3 separate regions of the Sus scrofa genome follow, and regions 1 and 3 are each linked to region 2. The links are chromatin contacts, called in public Hi-C and HiChIP or PLAC-seq maps. All regions are on one chromosome and are shown on one strand. Each heading gives the region's core, a stretch centred on a gene start, on an enhancer-like site or on the middle of the called end of the contact. The rest is flanking DNA. Distances are from core to core; before and after follow the strand shown.

Region 1 (2,776 bases), core at 210-2,709, 67 kb after region 2:
CTAGTTGTTAAGCCCAACCGAAGGCTGAGGCCAGCCCTCACCTCATCCACCTCCCTCTTGATGGAGTCGAAGGTGATGTTGAAAAGCACTTTGAGGATCTCCATGGCCCGTTCGGTCTCCTGGGAAGGAAGGAGTTCCGGGGGTCCCTCTCCAGGGGTCATTCCCAGCGTCAGCTCCAGTGCCTCGGTCAGCAGGTGCACTCCCTGCAGCTCCTCAAACAGCTGCCTGCGCACATCAGTGCGAAGCGCCGTTAGCAAGAAGAGGAGGCGCAAGTCAAAGAACTGGACGTCATGCGGGAAGCTGCTCTGGCGGTACAGTCTCACTCGCTCTGCGAGCCTCACCACTAGCCCCGCCTCTGCGGCGAGCACCTGTGCCACGGAGCTGCTCAGCACGAGGTTGCACAGGCACTTAAGGGACTCGAGCACAACATCCATGTCCAGAGTCTCAGGACACGACCCCTTCGAAGCAGAGATGCCAGCATAGCAGGCAAGCGCTTGCAGGCTCTGGCGGCTGGTGAACGAGTCCAGGCAGCTGCGGTCCCTCGACAGGATGCGGATGCTCTGCAGCCAGATGACTCGGCGGGAAGGTGACAAGCCCTGCTCCAGGACTGAGACCAGCAGCTCCGCCAGTCTCTGTGGGCAGGGGAATAGAGCGGTTCCATCAGGCTCCTCTACCTGGGCCACCCGTCCCTGCCCCTTTACCCTTGATAAGCACCCACCTTCCTGTCCTCCTGTTGGGCATCGTCAAACGTGAAGCTCTGGGAGTTCTGCAAACAGACCCAGAAGATTAGGAGGCACAGGTCCACCGAAGCAGAATCCGAGCTCCAAGGCCGCAGACACCGCTCTCAATAGACAGGGCTCCCTTTCCCCACGGCACCCCCAGCAACTCTTCAAAGACTCGGTGCCCCTCCCCGCCGTGCTCGCCAACACCCTCAGCCTTCCGCCACGCTCACCACTCACACCCTCCCCGCCGGCCACGCGCGCGGGACCCACCCAGCCCCACCTCCTCCCTGCGCGTCCCACGTCCATAGCTCCCGCTCACCTCCCGGTTGTAGGCGCGCAGAGCCTCCATAACCACGTCCTCCTCCCCCGTCTCTATAGCATCCACTACCGCCCGAGGCTCCATGGCGCTCCCGGGACCCCGGCCCGAGGAAGCGGAAGGTACCTCGCTCCAAGGCTCTGGGCCCCAGACGGCCCGCCCGGCCCTAGCTCGGCGCGCGGGGGAGGCCGGGAAGGGGCGTGCGCGGCGCCGCGCGGGCGGGGGCCCGGGCTGCGCGCGGCGCCGCGCGGGGCGGGGGCCCGGGCTGCGCGCGGCGCCGCGCGGGGCGGGGGCCCGGGCTGCGCGCGGCGCCGCGCGGGGCGGGGGCCCGGGCTGCGCGCGGCGCCGCGCGGGGCGGGGGCCCGGGCTGCGCGCGGCGCCGCGCGGGGCGGGGGCCCGGGCTGCGCGCGCCTTAAAGTGGAGAGGCCTAGAAGAGCCCTCGGGAATTTAAAGGCTTTGATGTCTAGTCACGTTGCCTTTCAGTGTCCGACTCAGTGGTTATCCGACCACGGGCCTGAATCGCTCCGGCTCCGAGCAGTGAATTCCCTACGGGAGAGGGCCTTAGCTTCTCACCCCGCTATTACACGCACACTACACCCCTCTTGATGTACAGAACGAATGAGATGTTCCGAGGAAAGACGAAGTGGAAAGGACTTTGCAGCCCCGGGACCACTTTGTTTATTAAGCAGGCGTTTGAGGGCCTACAGCATGCAAGGAACCAGGATGTGGGTGAACAGAACCCACAGGTCCTTGCCTTCGTGGAGCTTATATTGCAGAGGTGAAAACAAAAACGGGAAAACGGGAAGACTTTAAGCAGTCATAGTGCTGTGATTGAAAAAGGGGCCTGATGGGCTCCAAGGGGATTTGAATAAGTGTCGCTTTTGCTGAGACCAGAGGAAGAAGTGAGCCAGGAAGGGATGTGGGGGAAGTTCATTCAAGGCCGAAGGAGCCGGCAGAGTAAAGGTGGGAATGGCCGTTGTAGGAGAAAGAGATCATTGTTGGGGCTGAGAGACAGGGGAGAGTGGGGAGGGAAGGTCCAGGTCAGGATGAAGGCAAAGCCTGATCATGTGCAGGGACTTCCTGGCTGTGTAAGCAGACACATCTTCTGGCCTGGACCCAGTTCCCTCTTTTGAAAAGCAGAGATGATAAAAGGTCCCATTTCGGTGGGTTGTCAGCACTAAACGACACAGAGTGAATGCTCCATTACAGTGGGTGAATAACATATACTCCACCCACTGCGCAACAAGCCTTTGTTGAGCATCTATTTTGTGCCAGACCCCTTGTCAGTGCCCGGGTGCAAGGTCGCAGCACCGGCTCCTCCTGCCCCTAACTCCCCTCACGCTCCCACTCTTCTTCCTGATTTCCCGTTTTCCTTCAAGTGCTTCATCCCTGAGATTTTTGCAGCGCTCGCTTGTTCCAGGCACTGATCCCCTCTTTATCCCGCCGGCAGCATCTGGAGCGTGCTTCACACCGAGTCCTCGCCTTAACCGCACCGCAGCCGGGCGGGCCTCGGACCCCGGGCCGTGTCGCCGCGAGGAGCCTCTCTCGCCTGAGAAAGGGCCGTGAGCTCTTTCCAGTTAGGATTTGACACCGCCTTCGGCAGGAATGGCCGCGGAATTGTCTGTCGGCACCATGATGCTATTAAAAACGATAACCTTCCAGCAGTCCCAGGAGCGAACCAGCGGCCCTGTTCACAAGGCAGGCGGTGGAGGAAACGTCAGTTCTTCTCCGTCCAGCC
Region 2 (2,951 bases), core at 330-2,829:
GCTACCACCGTCAGGAACTCCCATGTCCCATTCTCCTCCCCTTCCCCAAGGGTCAAGGCTGGGGGTACTGGTGTCCACAGCATGTGCACCTCCTGCTGGGCACCCCCGGGCTGCTCTGTGGTGAGCGTGTGGCCATACAGGTACCTGCAAGGGCATGGCTGTGTCTCAGGGACCGGCTCCACCTCCCGCCACCCGGCCGCCCCCTGCCCCCTCCTCACCGGGCTCCCTGGAAGTCAGGACCCAGGTGCAGGTCCAGGTCGGGGCTTTCTGGGGAGAAGGCTGACCGCAGCCGCACTGTGATGGGCCAGCTCCTCGCAGCCAGGCGGGTGATGGCCACGCTGAAGGTCAGGACGTGAGGCAGCACGCGGTGGGCACAGATGCGCTGGGAAACCCGGAAGCTGGGGCCCTCCAGGGTGTGCAGAAAGGAGCCTGGGGCAGGACGGAGGGGAGGGCAGGGCCATTCACCCACCCAGCTTGGGGCCGCCGAGGACAGTCCCAAGCTGCCACCTTTTTGAGCTGGGAGTGGAGCCCCAACTGCCGTCCGGGAGCTACAGCCACACAGGAGGCCCCAGGCTCCTGGCCGTTCAGGAGGCCCGCCGGCTAAAGACCTCACAAAGGGGCTGCTCAGGGCCTTCTTTCTTTGGGAGCCGGCCGTCCCGAGTGAGGACGGGGCCCCTGGCGGTTCTCCCACTCACCTGGAGCAGTGGTGGGAGGTGTGGGGCCCGGTAGGCGGGGGCTACCTGTGTTAGTGTCCAGGGCGAAGGTGTTGATCAGCTGCTCTCCTGCCCCTGCAGGGGCCTCCAGCTGGACATTGAGGGGACTGGGCAGAATGGCCCGGTGCGTTTCCCCCGAAGCCCCATTGTACACGCCACTCACATGCAGTGTGTCATGATACACGCGTGTGCCTAAGTAGGCGTTGGTCACGGTGGCCAAGAGGCGGGGGTCACTGGGCAGAGAATGGGCAGTGAATACGGTGGGGTCCCTGCCAGCATCCTCCATGGAACACTTTGCTCAGTGGAGCGGCCTAGAGAAGGGGGAGTCAGAGGGCCCCACAATTGGCTGGGCTGCTCTCTTCTGACAGCCTCTAAACCCCAAAGCCGGCCTTGGAACTTGGCTGATGGCACTCACAGGTGGAGGGAGGGGTGTGGGCCCACTTGGGCAGCCCTGATTTTCCAGGCCTCCTACTCTTAAGCCCCCTCAGGAAACACCCTCACCCTGAGATGCTCGCCGACCGCCCCCCACCCCCAAGTACTGATCTCCAGGGACCGAACGGAGTCCCCAGATTCCCACCTGAGGACCTCAATCCTAACCCTTCCAGCTCTCTCCAGGTGGCGCAGCCACGGCCCTGTCCTGCTGGTGGGAAGAGAGGGGACTTCAGCCCAGGGGACTCGTCCTCAGGAAGCCAGACGGAGTTTGGGGTGGGGGTCTCTGGGGCTCACCGCAGCCTTGTGGGTCCCTGGGCTGCAGCCGGGTCAGCGCCACCCCTCCGCCACTGGAGAGAGAAGTAGCCGAGCGGCCGAGTCAGCCGGAAGGCCCCGCGGTCCCCGTCCAAGGGCCTCGCGGGGCGGGCCTCAGCGCTTCCCCACCCCTGGGGCGGGACAGGATGCAGCCTCCGCCGCCCCGCCTGCAAAGCCGCCCGGTGGGTCACGGACCTGCTGGGCGTGGCTTGGGGGAACCCGCAGGAGGAGCCCAGTGCAAAGGGTGGATCTGAGAGGGCCCTGGGGCTTTCGGCTGAGGTGGCCCCTCTCCCGGCTCCCATTCCTCCCTGGCTCCTGGACGGAGAGGGCAGGCTGGAGACCCCGGTGCCGGAGACCCTCCTGCCTTTCTCAGGGCGGCTTTCTGGCTCTCCCCAGCCTCTTCTCTCAGTCTCTGTCTCCTTCCTTGTCCCCCTGCCCCGTCTGGCCCTTGTCTCTCTAGCCCTGATCTGACCCAGATGACGATGCTGTCTGCTTGTCCAGCCAGATGTGTCCCCCAAACCTGCTCTTCCTGTGGCCTCCTCCAGCACAGGCAATGGTGACTTCACCTGTCCAGCTGCTCAGGTGCCCTGTGTCCCCACACTCACATCCGTCCAGGAGGCCCCCTTCCAGAGCAGGCTGGCTCTCACCATCCCCTCTTAGAGGTCCTCCTGGGTCGGTGCAGTCCTGCTCTGGCCCTCACCGTCCTTGTTAGCAGGGCCACAGCCACCCTGTGAGGGATCAGAGTCTGCTAGGAGCGTGCAGTGGTGCCCATCTCAGCGGCAGGATGAGCCATCCAGGGCTCCCTCCCCCAGCCCACTGCTGCCACCCAGGCTTCCTTGCTGCTTCTGCACTGTTCTAAGTGTGCACTTAGTCAGGGACGGGGTGTGTCCATCTGTTGCAGTCTAACCCCCAGTGTGAAGGTACTTGGAGCTGGGGCCTTTGGGGCATAATTAGCTCAAAAATTGTCAAGAATGGGATTTGTGCCCTTAGAAGAGGCCCGAGAGCTTGCTCTCTTTCCAGCCTGGCTGGACACAGCCAGAAGACAGCCACCCGCAACCAGGAAACACCAAATGGACGGGCATCTCGACCTTGGACTGCCTGTCCTCCAGGACTGTGAGAAACGCACTTCTGTTGTGGACAAGCCACGCAGTCCAGGTTGTAGACGCCCCAGCCGGCAAAGCCACGCCCTGTCACGGCCCTTCCACGGCCTCCACTGCCATTTCTTCAAGGCACCTTGAGACCGCTCCCTCACTTCCGTCCGCCCCACACGCCCCATCCTCACCTGGATGTCCCCAGACTCCTCACGGTCAGAGGAACCCCCGGCTCCACCCCCAGCCCTGCTTCCCTTCCTCCACAGCCCCTGTCTGCCGCCTGGAAGGCACTCGAAGAGGGCAGAAGTTTTATCTGTTTTGTGAATGAATAACTGGATTTGAAAATGGATTGCGGGAGGTCCTTTGTGGTTCAGCAGGCTAAGGGGCTGGCATTGTCCCTGCT
Region 3 (2,798 bases), core at 150-2,649, 94 kb before region 2:
CCCGCCCCCCACCATGGGGAGGCCCAGGACTTTGTGAGGCTAAGTCACTGTTCTGAGTCTTTGGGAAGCGAAAGTCTCACCACTCATCCTAAGGACACAGCCCTTCCTGGAGAAGGGCCAGGAACAGCTTGGCTGGGCTCTCCCTTGCCCTGCCTGAGGTGCATGCTTCTCTCTCTCTCTCATCACCTTCCCACCAAGGTTCTAGGCCCTCTGCCTCCCCCTCCCCCAAATATTATGTGTCAAAGGTCACCACCTAAAGAAGCCCTCCGGGATTCCCCCTGCTAAGGTGCAACCCCCCACCCCCACCTCTGGCTCTTTACCACAGTGCTCACCATGACCGGATTTGTCCACTGTCCTCCCTGGGGCGTGAGCTCCAGGAGCCTGAGAGTTCACTCCAGACAGTTCGGGGCTCCCCAGGCTGGAACCCCAAGCCCATGCCTTACGCCCCAACACACAAACTCCTCAGACCTGGATCACAGGTTTGCCTAAGGTGCCTCCTCCACGAAGCGTCCCAACTCCAAGGGTCAGCTCCCCGCAGCCAGCACCCATCCCCCTCCCCAGGAGACAGGGAAACTGAGGCTCTGCTAAGTAGGTAAGCGGTGGAGGAGCTGCCAGACTTGGCCTCTCAGAAATCCCAGCATGCCTGGGAGCGGAGGTCTCTCCAAGAGACCACCGTTAACCCCGTCACGACCCACTCCAGGCCTGATCCCGGAGTCCGCCCAGGTTCGGGGACGCTCGCCAAGAGGGTCGCGCACGTCCCCGCAGACATCACCGGCGTTCGGGCCGACCCGAACCGCGCCCCCTGTTCCAATATCGCCGAGCTGGGAAGGGCGGTCAGGGTCTCCTGGAGGGCCTGGCTCACGCAGAGACCCGGACGGGAAGGGAAGGCCTGGGCCCGGCGCTGCTCGGGGCCCTTACCGCCCCCCGCCCCGAGGGCGCGCGCCCCCTCCCGTACCTCGCCCGTAGCCCAGCCGCTGGCGCAGCGCGCGGCCCTGGCGCACCAGGCTCAGGTGCACGTACGTGAGCCACGCGGCGCAGGTGAGCAGCACCAGCAGAAGCAGCAGCTTGATCTGTTTGCGGATCTTCTTCACCGGGAACCACGGCATCGCGGCCGGCCCCGCCCCGCCCCGGGACGCACTCAGTGGCGCCGCTGCGGCCCCCGGCTCCCGTGCGCCCCGCGCCGGGTCCCCCAGCCCCGCATGGCCCTTTGTCCGCCGCCCGCGGCCACAGGGTGCGGCCGCGACACCAGACTGCCCCTGGCCGAGGGCCCAGGGTGGGCGGTGGAGGGACTCCTGACGGTGCCCCTGCCCGGCCCCGCCCGGCCACTCGGGCTCCACGCTCTGGGGGCCGCGGCGGGACCGAGCAGCATCCACGCTGCGGTGCTACCCACCGTGAAACGGGCCCGGCCGCCGCGCCGCGAGGGCCAATCCGGGTCCGGCCAGCCTGCGGGGAGCCAATCCGCAGCGTGGGAGGCGGGGTCGGCGTGTTAGGGTGTGCCCGCCGCTTGTCTCCACGCAACGCGCGCGCATCCACCTGGGCGCGCCGGCCCGGAGCAGCGCGGGGGCTCGGGGACCCGGGGATGCGGAGGACCCGGGATGCCTGTATGCGGAGGTGAGTGGGCTACGGGACAGGAGTCAAGGGTCTGAGAGTGCACGGGGCAGGGGGTGGTGCACAGGGCGGGGGGATGCGGGGCAGGGGAAGCCAGGGACACAAGGTGTGGTGATGGAGGATGCTGGAGGCGCAGGCCATGGGTTGGGGGACAGTGGGCACACGGGGAACAAGGGTGTAGGGACGGGTGATGGGGAGGCCCTAGGAGCTTGGGGAATGTGAGGGGAGGGATGTGGGCAGCCTGGGCTTGGAGTTGGGGAGACCCTCCAACTCCGACCAGGAGGAATGCGGCTCAAAGTCAAGAAAAGAAACAGCAAGTTTTGGGAAAAACACAGAGAGAAGGTGACGATGGTGGGTCAGGGTGGCTGGGTGTGTAGGGGTGGACAGGCTCCATGCAGGCAAGACTGAGAGGGTCTCAAAAGCACATGGCTTCACCCTGAAGGGCATGAGGAACCACCAAGGGACCTCAGCTTGGAGAGCCAGGGTCTGGCCTGGCTGCCACGTGGACAGGGGCAGCAGAAGGGCAAGGTGGTGGCCTCCGCCAAGGCAGAGTGAAGATGGAGGTGCACAGGCAGAAGAGGCAGGGCCATGTGCGAGGGAACAGGAGGGAACCCTTCTGTGTCTGAGCTGAGTGGTGGGGTCCAAGGGGTGGCTCTTGCTGCACTGGAGGTGGGGGGGGGCAGGTGTGGGTTGCTGATGAACTGTGCCCCACTTGGTTCCCAGTCTTGCCCAGGCCTCCTCAACCCCTCCCTGTCCCATCTCCAGCCTTCCCTTTACCCAGCTGCCAGCCTGACTCTTTTCTCTGTCCCTCCCTCCATCTCTTCCAGTTTTCTGTTACTGTGTAACAAGCCAGGTTGTAAAACAGCTGTTGCTTAAGCACATGGCTTCTGTGGTTTGGGAATTCAGATGGGGCCCCACAGGACAGCTCTCCTCTGCCCCAGGATGTCTCTGGCCTCAGGTGGGAAGATGTGGCCAGCTGGGGGTGACTCTGGTGGCCAGGCCGGAGTCGTCTGGGGCCTTCTGGGCCCTTGAGTCCGAGCTCGGCGGGATGATTAGGCAGAGCACCTGGGCATGGCCTCTCCAGGGCGGTGGCCTCCGGGCTCCAGCAAAGGGGATCCCGTGAGTCACCACACCCCAGTTCTGCCACATGCTGTCACAGACCACCCAGGCGTGAGAGGAGGGGCTGTGGG

What was found. Hi-C and Micro-C count contacts between places; a contact is called where the count stands out from the background. HiChIP or PLAC-seq counts read pairs in DNA pulled down with a chosen protein or histone mark.
Region 1: an H3K27ac HiChIP or PLAC-seq map of alveolar macrophages shows a contact between it and region 2. The contact joins the promoter of BET1L here to the promoter of PGGHG in region 2. A contact is called at or near these places in 1 of 5 promoter capture datasets (fetal liver), 3 of 47 Hi-C or Micro-C datasets (blood, embryonic fibroblasts and fetal liver) and 1 of 2 datasets of contacts at active chromatin or transcription factors (alveolar macrophages).
Region 3: a Hi-C map of alveolar macrophages shows a contact between it and region 2, with 2.3 times the contacts expected there. The contact joins the promoter of B4GALNT4 here to the promoter of PGGHG in region 2. A contact is called at or near these places in 2 of 5 promoter capture datasets (fetal skeletal muscle and liver) and 4 of 47 Hi-C or Micro-C datasets (alveolar macrophages, blood, embryonic fibroblasts and 1 more).

What each region holds. Positions count from the first base shown.
Region 1 is chr2:30,643-33,418 of Sscrofa11.1, reverse strand. BET1L (BET1-like protein) reads left to right here and starts at 1,459. Exons shown (of 3, transcript XM_021082526.1): 1 at 1,459-2,776. RIC8A (synembryn-A) reads right to left here and starts at 1,284. Exons shown (of 10, transcript XM_003124225.4): 1 at 1,042-1,284; 2 at 719-766; 3 at 42-632. The coding sequence starts at 1,125.
Region 2 is chr2:97,882-100,832 of Sscrofa11.1, reverse strand. PGGHG (protein-glucosylgalactosylhydroxylysine glucosidase) reads right to left here and starts at 1,579. Exons shown (of 15, transcript XM_005655041.3): 1 at 1,440-1,579; 2 at 1,291-1,350; 3 at 741-1,024; 4 at 219-429; 5 at 1-144. The coding sequence starts at 999.
Region 3 is chr2:191,504-194,301 of Sscrofa11.1, reverse strand. B4GALNT4 (N-acetyl-beta-glucosaminyl-glycoprotein 4-beta-N-acetylgalactosaminyltransferase 1) reads right to left here and starts at 1,399. Exons shown (of 20, transcript XM_021082536.1): 1 at 956-1,399. The coding sequence starts at 1,106. LOC102166195 (a long non-coding RNA gene) reads left to right here and starts at 1,505. Exons shown (of 4, transcript XR_002341370.1): 1 at 1,505-1,611.